Regions from separate parts of the Zea mays genome. Here regions 1 and 3 are each linked to region 2. The links are chromatin contacts, called in public Hi-C and HiChIP or PLAC-seq maps. All regions are on one chromosome and are shown on one strand. The core of a region is the stretch at or near the end of the contact, and the rest is flanking DNA. Distances in the headings are between cores, read along the strand shown.

What was found. Hi-C and Micro-C count contacts between places; a contact is called where the count stands out from the background. HiChIP or PLAC-seq counts read pairs in DNA pulled down with a chosen protein or histone mark.
Region 1: a Hi-C map of endosperm shows a contact between it and region 2, with 5 times the contacts expected there. The contact joins the promoter of LOC118472008 here to the promoter of LOC606446 in region 2. A contact is called at or near these places in 4 of 25 Hi-C or Micro-C datasets (ear, endosperm, leaf and 1 more).
Region 3: an H3K4me3 HiChIP or PLAC-seq map of leaf shows a contact between it and region 2, with 4 times the contacts expected there. The contact joins the promoter of LOC100274392 here to the promoter of LOC606446 in region 2. A contact is called at or near these places in 3 of 25 Hi-C or Micro-C datasets (bundle sheath, endosperm and leaf) and 2 of 3 datasets of contacts at active chromatin or transcription factors (leaf and seedling).

Annotation. Positions count from the first base shown.
Region 1 is chr5:51,565,885-51,570,212 of Zm-B73-REFERENCE-NAM-5.0, forward strand. LOC118472008 reads left to right here and starts at 1,327. Exons shown (of 2, transcript XM_035959033.1): 1 at 1,327-1,608; 2 at 1,701-2,042. The coding sequence starts at 1,606. The coding sequence ends at 1,916. LOC100303964 reads right to left here and starts at 628. Exons shown (of 4, transcript NM_001364704.1): 1 at 412-628; 2 at 233-288. The coding sequence starts at 424. LOC103628194 reads right to left here. Exons shown (of 6, transcript XM_020538379.2): 6 at 2,138-4,328. The coding sequence ends at 2,577.
Region 2 is chr5:51,759,225-51,763,578 of Zm-B73-REFERENCE-NAM-5.0, forward strand. LOC606446 (glycosyltransferase) reads right to left here and starts at 1,871. Exons shown (of 3, transcript NM_001310741.1): 1 at 987-1,871; 2 at 347-895. The coding sequence starts at 1,828. It overlaps LOC100384394, which reads right to left. Exons shown (of 16, transcript NM_001362356.1): 16 at 3,876-4,332. The coding sequence ends at 4,147.
Region 3 is chr5:52,007,617-52,011,917 of Zm-B73-REFERENCE-NAM-5.0, forward strand. LOC100274392 reads left to right here and starts at 2,732. Exons shown (of 1, transcript NM_001148752.1): 1 at 2,732-4,301. The coding sequence starts at 2,816. The coding sequence ends at 4,234.

The DNA of each region.
Region 1 (4,328 bases), core at 77-2,576, 190 kb before region 2:
TGATGGGTTTAACCGAATAAAAAAATTGAGTAGGCTTAGATTATTTTAGGGCATGGATTGTGACATGGATTTAATTCCAATCCATGCTAATACAGAGCTGGATTGGTGTAAACGAACAAAGACCTGACACGGTCAAACCCTACCCATACTCTACGCCTACGGTTAGGCATGTCATAGGCGCAGATCGCTAATCGAGGACAGCGTAATGAAACGAAAGCAAAGTCCAGCATACCTCGTCGTACTCCTTCTTGTCGGCCTTGGGCGCCTTCAGCGGCTTGGCCTTCCCTCCTGCAAAGCAAAACCCACCCCGGCCCGGACCCGGCCGTCTCGTCAGACCCCCTCGATAGGCAAAAAAAAACCCAACCAATCGGCACCAAACAATGACCGGATCCAACAAGGATAGGAACGCACCTTGCTTCGACATGGCCGGCGGGGGCGGATAAGCACGCCGGGACCGAAACCCTAGACTGGCTGGCGAGAGCCGCGAGAGTAGGTGGGGAAAGGCACGCGGAACCGGGTGCGCGAGGCGGAGAGAAGACGGGTGACAAGGCTCGCGCGTGACGATATATACATACACGGAGGATGGCAGTAGAAAGCTGCGTGCGCGAGACGCGAGCCCGTCCAAGTGGGAATCTTTTGGTCAGGGAAACATGGGCCAGGCCTTTTCTGGTACGCGGCTGATGGGCCATGAACAATGACCTTTTTGGTCGTCGCATGGGCTCTTTCGGCCCAGAATGTGCTGTAATTTATCTTTTCTTTTTTGGTGCCGCGCGCGTGTGGACTGTGGTGTGCGCAGTGCAGGCCAGAAACTGCTTCCTGTTAAAATCTTCGTTCAGCATTGTTCATGTGACTACTGTATACTTATCCAAAGTTTTTCCAGACTTCCATTTTGGACGTCCCAGACAAGTCAGTCACCGTACGTGGACGGTACGGCGTACATGTATATCCATCGAAAGTCCTAGTACACACATCCATGATTTTGTACGAAACCTCCAAGGAATGAATGAAAAATGTGGACGGAAAACCAACCCCGCTGCCTGCTGCTGTACGCAGGTCGCAGGGTGGCTACGAGGAACACGGACGCCGAAAAGGAGACGCGACGGGTGTGTGACGGCCGGCATGGGCGGGCTGCACGGCACGCAGAGAGGCAGATGCGCAATGCCCCCCGCGAGATTCTCAAAGGCATGGCGTAGCGTAGTAGTTCCGCAGCAGCCCAGGCCGCCCGTTCCTTGTCCGTAGTACGGCGCGGCCGGCACGGTGGGCGCCCCCCGGACCAGTACGAACCGAACCAGTGCCACAGCCACCGCCACCCGGTTTGCGTCGCCATGGGGATACGCGCGCATGCATCTCACTTCTGACGGCCACGGCCCACGCGGCCACGCCTTGCATGCGTTCGCCGGCTCAGGCTTTTGATCCCGTTCCCGTGTATATTTATATTTACACACACCCCCGTGAAGCTCTGGCCAAGAGCCGTCGCCTTCAAGTAGCCTGCATTTCGGCCGGCCGCCCGCCCGCCGCTCTAGAGGTGTCGCCATCTTCGTTGCCAATTGGCGAAGCCTGACGCCTCCATCCAGCTGCGACATTGCCAGTAGACACCGCTAACTCATGGTGAGCGTCTGTATACATGTGTCTTCTTGGCTGTGCTGCTGAAGACGCGACGCGAGGCCTTATGTTGTCTGACGACACTCGTGCTCGTGCAGGCCCTGCTCCCGCTGTTCCTCAGGCCGGTGGTTCGGTTCGCGGCGCGCGTGGTGGAAGGTGGGCCGGCGGTCGCGGTGGCAACGATCCTGCACCGCGCCGGCGCACTGCCCAGGAACCGGGGCCTGGAGCGCCTCGTCCGAGACGACGCGCTCCACGGCCGCGGACAGGACTGCATCGCCAGCTTCGTCGTCGGCGTCATGCGCTGCCTCTGCTAGTAGATTCGGTTGCCTAGCTAGAGCTAGAGAGAGGGGAAGTGGACTCCATTGTTCGGAGAAAATTCACCTTGAAATTTGTAGCAGGAAACTTGAATTGCAATGCTGACCCTTTACCTCACCTCTCAAGTCAAGGCATTACAGCTAAACGACAAGTTTTAACAATCCGACAAAATTTCGCAGACAAAATTATTCAGCGTTACGGGAAAAGTGTACCTCCAGCAAACAAACGTACAGATCTATATAAGCAGTTGAAGAGAAAGCATCCCTGCAAATTTATCATCATTTACACATTTTAGCCAATGCGATTTCCAGGTACATTATATCCAATCAAATCCCTACCAATCAAATAAAGAAAAAGCAATGGGATCCCTATCAATCCTATTATATATATCGTGTTAACTGAAACCAGTGCTCCTATTCTAGACAAACACCCTAGACAAACACCTGGTTTGAAGTAAAACCTATAACAAGAGCACTGTAAAAAACGTCTAACAGACAAAAAAAAGAGTAAACTCATACACAAATCTGTTTAATCTCTAATAGGAACTGCACATCAAAGCACGACTCTGTGTGGTTGTGTCTTGCAGGGAACTGTCAACCAAGGATCAACTCTTCAGCTGAAAGAACGTGTACACAAGCCAGAGATCATGTTATGCCACCTCAAGCCTTCCTCAGAGCCTTGACCCGAGCAGCCAATTCATCGAAGTCTGGCATTTTTGGGTGAACATGCGCACTCCTAGGACCTTCCGGCTGAAGTGATGTGCATCGAGCAGGAACCTTCGCATCTTTGCTCGGGCCAACAGATTCAGGTGGTAGCGAGATAGCTCTACCCGTGGGATGCAAGGAAACCTTCTGCGCAGCATCTGTATGTGTTTCATTGTTGGTCAGATCCGAACCTTTCTTGCTATAGTGCATCAAAAGCTTGTCCATCATCCTTTCCTCCTCATCCATGTCTCCACCGCGCCCGCTGTTGTGTCGCATCTGTCCATTTGCATTTCGAGGCAAGAGATTACCACAATCAATAGCAGTCTCAGCTGCTTCAGGTTGCATACGCTGCATCAACCTGCCAGAGTTGTTCTTGTGGTTTAAAGCTCCATTCCTCCTGCCTACGTGCTTTGATTGGCTACTTGGAGTTATCTGAGCATTCGTCTCGCTACCAACATCATCAGTCCCATTACATTTCCGGTTCTGGTCATCTTTAGCACCATTCCTCCTGCTTGAGTGGCTTCTGTGACTTTTGGGTGTTTGGCTTGTGACCTTCGCATTGTTAGGCACCTCAACATAAGCATCAACAGGTGCTGGCAGCTTTGCAGTTCTCCTTCTGACAGAAACAGGTCGAAGCACATTTTTGTTTTCCAAGTGATCAGTTTGTCCAGGGATGTTGGGCTTTCTGTAACCACTTGGAGTTTGCTTTTCAGGATCATCATTCACAGGTTGCATGTTAGACTTTGGTTCAACATAAGGAGGCAGCATAGTAAGTGCCCTCTCTGGGTCTCCTTGTCCTTTCTGCACCGGGTATCCCAGATCAGCTAAATGTTGCGGTTTATCATGCAAGAAACCATTGTTTGCTTGTTTCTCAGTAGGATTCTTTATGTTTACAGCATTCAGCTTAGTGTAAGGAGCCTTTTTTCTAGTGTTACCACTAAGAGGACTCACTGGATGTCCTTGATTCTCTAGGCCCTGAGCTCTTAGCCCTGAATCTGCATGTCCCCCATTGTGTTCAGAACCACCAGGCAAACGTGAACAATGAAGGACTTCATCATTCTCTTTTTCAATATGGAAATCTCTCACGGCCTCATTTGGCTTGACATTTAGTTGAACTGTTTTGTTGCCTTCTGCTTCGGGAAATCTGACTGCGCCAAATCCAAATTTTGGTAGGCCGTTGAGATCAAGTTCCACTGCCTCCATCAGCTCCTTTTCCAAATGGCGGACAGCTCTTCTGTTAAGCTTCTGAACATCTTTTTGGGTCCTGTTAGTGTCCACAGGAGACACTGGTTTCTGCAAATGTTCCTTCTCATCAGACACATAAGGTTGCTGCTTCCTCGAATTCTCATCAATTGTATGATGTGCATCAGCAACAGACTGAATATCTTTTTGGACCAACTGTATCTCCACTTTCTCGGTATGGTGTGCAGGTTCAGCATCATAGTTTCTTTTACCTGGAACATTCTCAGTAACCTTCTGCTTGTTGGATGAAGCAGTTGCTAGTTCTATGGGCTTGGTTGAGTAATTCTCAAGCATATCCTTATTTTTTCTTTCACATGGAGCATCCCCATTGTACTTTGTCTTGTCAAATAAAGACATTGCTGGTTCTGTTGGCCTTGTCAAACTCTTCTCAAGGATATCCTCTTGTTCTTCACATGAAGCATTCTCGACACATATCTGCTTGCTCGATGAAGGCATTGCTAGTTC
Region 2 (4,354 bases), core at 621-3,120:
TCTGATTTTATTTAAAGACTGAAACTGGTTATTTAAGGAGATTTATTATAGCATACAAAATGCAAACCTGGCGTGGTCCACATGTATCTTGAAGATGGAGCTCAGCTAAACAGGGCCAACAGTTTCAGTTGCTGGGTAGCTATTAGACAGTTGGTTTATATCCAGTTGCCACATGCATTCGTTGGAGATTTTGAGCCGTGAACCTAGCTAAGTCAGATAAGGCCTAACTTAACTTATAACAAGGTGGGGGGATGAGTCTAGATGTCTGAATCTTGAATCTAACAAAATAAACTTCCCCAATAGCATAGCTGGTAACAAAAACTTGGAATGTAAAAAAAAAACTCACCCTTCAGGAAACTTGCTATCAGCCCGTGCTTCAACACGAAGCCACCACAGTAGGACCTTCTTCCCACAGTTGCCCAGTGGCTCAACAGAGGACGGATCATTCAACAGAGTAAGTGGGTTCTCAATCTCCTCGCCATTCTCGCCCACAGCATCAAGATCCTTCACCCAGTCAGGCTTGCCGTCAGCCTCCTTCCACAGCATCCTTGAGTTCAACACAAAACCAGCCCACTCCAAACCCCTGGGCAGAACAGGGGCTGCTTCACCAACAACTGTGGCCGTCTTCCCAGAGAAGGGCAATGAGTTGAACGTGTGCCATCCAATCAGATGCCCTGAGGAGTTGCAAGCAGGGCCCTGGACTGGAAGAGGCATATTCTGCTTGTCCTCCTCGCTGAGCCGTAGTTGGTCTGCCGTGCCAGTATGCGCAAGGATTCCGACGGATACAGCACCCATCCACTGGACCTTCTGCACCTCATCGAACAGCTCCATGCTATGAACATTGCTGTCGTCGGTGAAAACAACTACGCCATCCATCTTCCTCTCGCGGATCACGCTGCGCAAGGAAACCTGTCCTTCATCAACCGCCGTCTTTCCATAAATACTATGCTAGCTAGCTGAGGAAGTAGTAAGGGAACCATACATACCGTAGGGCGTGGAGGCGCATCCGGTTCTCAGTGGCGTGGCGGTCGGCCCAGTCGTGGGGCATGCGGTCAGGGAAGGGGATGTGAACGAAAGTGAGGCCAGAGCGCGCAAGCATTGACGCCGTGGCGTTGGTGGTGCCGCCTGCCTCGACGACGATCCAGGTGAGCGGGTACGGCACGTTGCGGAGTGAGTGGAGGAGGCCGGTGAGGTGGAGCGCCTGGAACGCGCGTGAGTAGGTCGGGGTGACGGCGAGCACCTGCCTCGGCTCCTTGACGCCGTACCAGCGGCGCTGTTCCTCCTGCACGCGCTCCATGATCCGGTGCGCCCGCATCACCTCGACGGGGTCCGGGTGCGGCCACGGCCGGATCCGAATCCCGTGCCTCCCCACCACGACGTGACTCTGTGGGTTCCCGGACGCCGCCCCCTTGTCGGCCACATCCAGCGCGGTGCGGTTAGCGGGGGTGGAAGGGGGAGTGTTGGCGGCGGCGAAGGAGAGCGTGAAGGTGTTGGTCGTCGTCGTCGTGGTGGTCGTGGTGGTGGTTGTCGTGGTGGTGGCGCGAAGGACCGCGGCCGAGGAGGAGGAGGTGCTGGAGCGGTAGAGCGCGGTGGTGGAGAAGAGCAGGAAGAAGAGGAGACGCGAGAAGCGGAAGCCGAGGAAGAGCGAGATGAGGCAGCAGAGCGCGTGGAGCAGGAACCAGAAGGTGGAGGAGGCGGGCGCCCGCGGCCCCGCGCCGCCGCCGTCGGACATAGCCCCGTCTGCCCCCGCGGCGCCGCCCGCCGACGACCGCGCGGCCGCCGCCGCCGAGCGCCGCAGCTGGCTCTGCGGCAGCAGCGACTTCATCATAGCCGCTGCGGTAGTCGGATCTGGTGGGCTCACCCCGCCCCGCGGCGCTCCCTCCTCCTCCGCCCGGCTCGAACCGAATCAATCGATCGCGCTCGTCGGCGGGTAGGGGTGGAGCCGTGGAGGGGTGGATAGTTTTTGAGGGGGAGAGGTTGGTGGGAGGTGAAGTACGGTGCACGAAACAACGGGCGCGGAGGTGAGGTGAGCTATCAATTGGTGGGCAGAGGAAAAGGGGAGGAGCAGGGGGGAGAGCGTTGGGCTGGGTTGGTGCCCGACGGGGGCGGGGACGCGGTCGCTGCTGAAGCCGCGAAGAAGCCAAATGCAAGGCGTGCGCGTCTGCGCGGCGCGGTCCGGAGGGATCGGGTTGGGGGAGTTTGGTGAGGAGGTGGGGGCGGGATGCCGAACCCGCAGGCCGCGGACGGGGTCGGCGGCGCGGCATGCGCGGGAGGCGGGACAGGTTGGATTGGGATTGGGATTGGGATTGGGATTGGGCTGGAGTACGGGAGCAGGCCGCGGGTCGGTCGCCGGACACACTCGCGCGTTCGTGACGGCGTGTTGCCGTGTCGCGTGTCGTCATTTTGTGTTTTTATTTTATGAAGATATAAAAAAAACATAAATTGCTTGAGAGGTGTGGTAGTGATTTGTGTTTCTCACGTTTTCAATGATTGAGATAGGCAGCTGCCGGCGTCGGCGGGATTTCAGGTCTGTGCCAGCTGCGTTTGACTTTCGTGCTTAGTGTGTGTTTGGTTTGCCCCTCTAAAATTTAGTCTCTATCACATCGAATGTTTGAACCTCCGTTTGGGGTATTAAATGTAATCGGATTATAAAACTAATTTCTCAGCTAAAGATTAAAAAGTGAGACGAATCTAGTACAGTTGGTTGGGTCTATATTTCATACTCCTATTTGAAAGTCAAACGCTTGATGTGACCCGGGCTAAACTTTAGTCCACAGAACCAAACACCCCCTTAGCGTCGGTTCAGGGGTTTTGTCCCGAATGACCATAAAGAAGCCATGTTTGTACAGACTAGCTCTGGTCATAATTCCTAGAATCTGTATAGTCCAAATTCCATAGTTCAATAAAGTACAGATGACCGCGCTACTAGTAATGAATCACAATTCAAATATTTCTTCATAATTTATTAAGATCCTAAATATTAATTTAGTCTAAAATTAATAAATTTAGAGCACGATACCAATCCAATTTTGATCCTTAAATCTTGTAATGTAAAATCTAAGGCTCATGGTCAGCCCTAGCTCCTGCACAAAGTTATGCTCAATTTAGATATGCATAACTACATTTACGTTCAATTTTTTAATACATAACTACGGTGTGTTTCATTCGCGAAATATAGAGTAAGTCTATTCTTTAAATTTAGTAGAAAATCTAATTTCTTATACTAGTACTAATAATTAATAAATATATTTTGAGAAATAGAATAGTGATGGATTAATTTAGTCTATTCCATAAAAAACAGTAGAGTGAAATGGTGATGGATCGCTTTATTCCTCGAACCAAACGTCCTAATAGTTTTGGCCATGTATCTATATTAATTTCGTCAATCTCAATATTTATAAGCTAAATGTTTTTAACATGTTTATAGAAAGATTTATAAGTTCAATATTTTTATAGAGATAGAGTGTGTATATACGTTCACAGGGCTGATCTACGAGTGTCTGCATCTGATTCGGGCGAAGAAAGATCGTCCTAACTGGGGCACGCTGTCCGTGTGATTTGTAATCCAAATTTAGGAAACCTGCAAGGATCCTTTTCTTTTTCATGCGAACCTACAGTGTTATTATAATGCTTATTAGACTGGACAGAAGAACATTATTCTCCAATCTCAGATGGACAAGTTTATTTCAAATTAATTTCTCAAAAGTTCGTCTTTCAAAAATATATTTGCAACATATCACAGCAGATTTTGCAGCGCCACAACATACATGACATTATAAAATCAAAACAAGGAGCCATGCTCAGGACAACACCCCACGGTGGTCCAAATATTCTTCATGGGCTGATAATTGACAAACCCACATTCTCCAGCTGTTCCAAACGAATAAATACTCATTTGAAGAAACAACATCACAGTATATTCTTTAACACTAACATCACTATTTTGTCGATTTTACATAATCAGATGTCTGGTGAAAGCTTGAGCAATGGCTCTATGATTCTTATGCATAAAGTTATATAACAATGGCTAAGCATGGATGGCAATGAACGCCCCAAGAGACATTGACCACTATGATTCACATCGCCTGACAATCAATCCCTCATTCTGTTGCAGATCGAAGTCATCTTTCAACCGCCTGTATGGGTTCACTCGTATGGGTTTCTGAAGTTCTTGAGAAGTTCAGGAATGTCATATCCAAGCATATCATCCACGGCCTGTACCATCTTGGGCTTCACCTTCTCAAACTTGTCAAAGCTGTACCCGCTCAACACCTCTTTGAAGTGCTCCACGTAAGGAAAATCTCCCGACGGAAGATGGTATTCCCGTTGCACCTATTCCACCAGACAGCAGTTG
Region 3 (4,301 bases), core at 1,482-3,981, 250 kb after region 2:
CCGCAGTTAGCTTTGCAGTAGACGAGTGCAAACAACCTTGTAGTGTATATTCCTCCGGACATGAGAGATGGAGCACGATGCAGGAAGGGCTGCAAATGGGGTGGGTGTAAACGATTATTTTAGGTGGGTTTAAGAAATTGATTCGTTTTGGTGGGTTGTGATGGGTTTTAATTGTGACCGGGTTGGGTTGGGTGGGTTTATTTTGTATTGCGGGTCAAAATGGTTGATACCCATGGGTGTAGATGGGTTTGCATAGACATGGGCTTTCATGGGTCTTCACCCATCCGTATGTAGGCCTGTAATATTTTAGGTGGTTTTAAGAAATGAGTTTGTTTTGATGGGTTGTGATGGGTTTTAATTGTGAACGGGTTGTTGGGTTTATTTTGTATTGCGGGTCAAAATGGTTGATACCCATGGGTGTAGATGGGTTTGCATAGACATGGGCTTCCATGGGTCTTCACCCATACGTATGGACCATATTCGACTACCAAGTGTCCAAGTCCCAGCAGACTTACAGTCTTACAGACCCAACTCAAGTACTCAACCCTAACTCCCGTGCTTCATCCTCGTGTTGCACTCAGTGCTCCTCTCCCGCCCTAGCGGATGTGCGCATCCCGCACTGGCGGCTGGCGACTCCTCTCCCGTGCTCCATCCCGCCCTGGCGCGTTCCGCTCCTCTCTCCATGCTCCATCCCTGCTCCACCACTCCTCTCCTGCCTGCTCGCCAGCACAGGCCGCTTCTCTCCTGCCTGCTCGCCAGCACGGGTCGTGCTCCATCCCCTTAGACGCCGAGCCCCCTGCGCGACGACGACGGTAGCACAACACGACGACGGTAGCTAAGCACGACAACGGTAGCACAGTACCACGGTAGCCCCCCTGCTCGCATCTATATATGCATTTCTTTAATTATCTGTATTTCTTTGTTGACTTACTGGAGCATGAAGGCATATGCGCAGCTTTTATGCAATCTAGCATCTAACCAAACATGTGCCTTTAACTATAAATTATCGACTTAATTTGGCTGAAGTTCTACTATAATTTATTTACTTAACATTATTGACCCTAAACTAATCCATAACTGGGTGGAAACTCATGGAAACCCCATGGGTTCAGCTTGTTAAAGCAGCATCATACACAGTGACAAATTTACAGGTAGCTTCAATGTCACTGTGTATGCTGTTGCCTTAACAAGCTAAACCCGCGTGTTTTCTATGGTTTTCCACCCAATTAGGCCTTGTTCGGTTATTCCCAATACACATGGATTGGATGAGATTGGAAAAAATTGATAAGAAGTTTGACTTGTTTAGGATTCAAACTCATCCAATCTCACTCAATCCATATGGATTGAGAGCTAACCGAACAAAGCCTTATGGATTGGTTTAGGGTCAATAATGTTATTGGGTGGATTGGATTTAATTTCCTCATGTTTTTGGTTGGATGTGGGATGGATGTCAAAATTACTAAATTTGGTGTGGGTTGGATGTGGGTTGAGTTTTTTTGCCATTAGAAGGCTTAGGTGCAGGCTAATAGAAACGTTAGTAGTGACAGGCCACGTAGCTAGAGAATTAAAGGTAAAAGAAGAAGAGTGCTTTTTGCCAAACTCTCGCTCTGAGACTCTCCGAGGTCCAGAACTCCAGATCTGCCAGTAGGCCTACGCATTTGGCTTGGCCACAATGCGTTGTTTCGAACGGAGTTTTCACCTTGTCAATTGTAAAAGCAAGCATATTACTTGCGCAAGCTACTCCCTGCGCAGTCACGTACTGCTCAGCTAGGTCGACATTGACGGTACTTGAAAGAAGGTTCCATGCATATCTGGCAGATGGCCCACATCTATCGATTTTCCTCATTATCGGAGTTTCTATATTAGTATATTCCCATATCTGGCAAATATCATACGTATTTTGTTCCCTTCTTTCTGTGTCAAGCAGCACAGGTGGAGGAGGTATCGTCATGTGGTGACGAAAACGAAAAGGGAGGGAGACTTTTCCTCTCGCCGTGGAAGGCAGAGGCAGGCTAGCCTAGATAAACGTAAAGAATTACCGGAGGTAATAAACGAGATGTGATCTGCTACGCGAGCTGATATTTATTTCTACGAACTCCCAGCCATGTAACTGATTTTTTTTTTCTCGCGTCGTAAGCAAGATGATCGGATACGTATCGTTATTCGTTATTATATATAAAAAAGATTGTTCCAGAGAGCATGTGTAGCACGACTGCACGAGTGTGTAGCGTGTGCACACCTTCTACAAACGGTCTCAAACGAAGCTATCAGATTCCTTTTTTCGCCGATCGGCTTCATCGAGATGAGACATGTGCGCGTGCCTTCGCAGTTCGCTCCAAAGGTGACACGAATTAAACTTTAGTCAGGAAACCCAACAACCTATAATCTCTTCTGAAAAAAATGAATATCAATAAACACTCCTTAGAAGTGGTGCAGCAAATAAATTATAAAATAGTTGGAACAGAAAGATGTGTGTTCGTTTCTAGTTTTCTCTCTTTTTTCTTTATTCGAAAAAAGAAAGTGAATTCGGTGACGTTTTGTGGTCATGGATGACGCAACGTACCGTCCAGAAGATCAGTGCGACGGGTAGGCGAGCAGACGAAACTCACAGGAAGGCTGCTGGTGCTGGGGAGGCGGCAATTTTTTCCAGCAGCAACAGCAAACACTGACGAACTGAGCCCTATCTATATCAACCTCACATGGCCTCCCATACCATCTGGCATCGGTCCAACTATTCAGTCCAATTGCCACACACTGCCTGACGCAAGCTCGCTCGTCCAAGTCCGACGTTGATACCATTGGCCGCTGCGCCGCCATGGCCGTGTCGCCGGACCAGCAGCAGCCACCTGCAGGGGTAGGGTCTCCCTTGCCGTCTCCTCGCCTCCGCGTCCGCGTCCGCGACACCACCCTCGTGCCGCCGTCTCCGTCACCACCGGAGACCTCGCTCCCGCTCACCTTCTTGGACATCTTCTGGCTGCACTCCCCGCCCGTCGAGCGCCTCTTCATCTACCGCCTCGCCCCCGACGCTGACGTCGACGCCATCATCTCCAGACTCCGGGACTCCTTGCACCAGGCCGTCCGCGCCTTCTACCCTCTCGCCGGCCGCCTCCGCCTCACCCCCGGCACGTCCGACCGCTACGAGCTGCACTACCGCCCGGGTGACGCCGTCACCTTCACCGTCGCCGAGTGCGACGACGATGACGCGGACGCGCACTTCGACGCCCTCGCCACCGACGAGCCCCGCGAGGTTGCCAAGATCGCCACGCTCGTGCCGCCGCTGCCGGAGCGCGGCGGGCTGTTCGCCGTCCAGGCCACGCTCCTTCCCGCGCGCCGCGGCCTCTCCATCGGCGTCACCGTGCACCACGCCGCCTGCGACGGCTCGGGCTCCACGCATTTCCTGCACACCTGGGCGGTCGCCTGCAGAGCCGGCGCAGAAGCGCCGCCGCCGCCGCCGCCTGTCATCGACCGGTCACTCATCGCCGACCCAAGGCGCATGTACGACGTCTTCATCCAAGGAGCGCCGAGCACTGAAGAGTACGAGTTCGTCAAGATGTCCGCCGACCAGCTCTTCGCTACGTTCGCGCTGTCCAAGGACGAACTGAAGCGCATCAAGGACGCTGTGGCCGAGGAGGCTGCGAGGCGCGGCGTCGCGCCGCCCCGGTGCTCCTCTCTAGTTGCCACCTTCGGCTTCGTCTGGTCGTGCTACCAGCAAGCCAAGGAGGCCAGCAGCGGCGCCGGAGAGTTCCCTATGACCTGCATGGCCTTTCCCGTCGACCACCGCTCGCGGATGGAGCCTCCCCTGCCGGACAAGTACCTCGGCAACTGCGTCGGCCCAGCGTTCGCGCTGGCACCAACAGGCGAGCTGGCCCAGGCCGGCGCAGGCGGGTTCTTTAGCGCGTGCGCCGCCGTCGCCTCCTCCATCGACGAAGCTGTACGCGACATCGAGACATCAAACGTGGAGGTGTGGTTTGACCGCATCAGGGATTTAATCCCGATGGGTTTTCTGACCGTGGCCGGTTCGCCGAGGTTCCGCGTCTACGATATGGACTTCGGATTCGGCCGGCCGGCGAAGGTGGATGTCGTGTCCGTGGCGAGGACCGGCGCAGTGGCGGTGGCGGAGAGTTGGGATGGTAACGGCGGGATAGAGGTTGGGGTCTCTCTACAGCCGGCTGCCATGAAGAGGTACAGGAAGTGCTTCGCGGATGCTATCGCGTGGCTCCACCAGAGGACATGAGAGCGACAACTCGATCTAATCAAATATGGAGAAACGGGTCTTTTACGGAGTCTATCATGTGATGAAA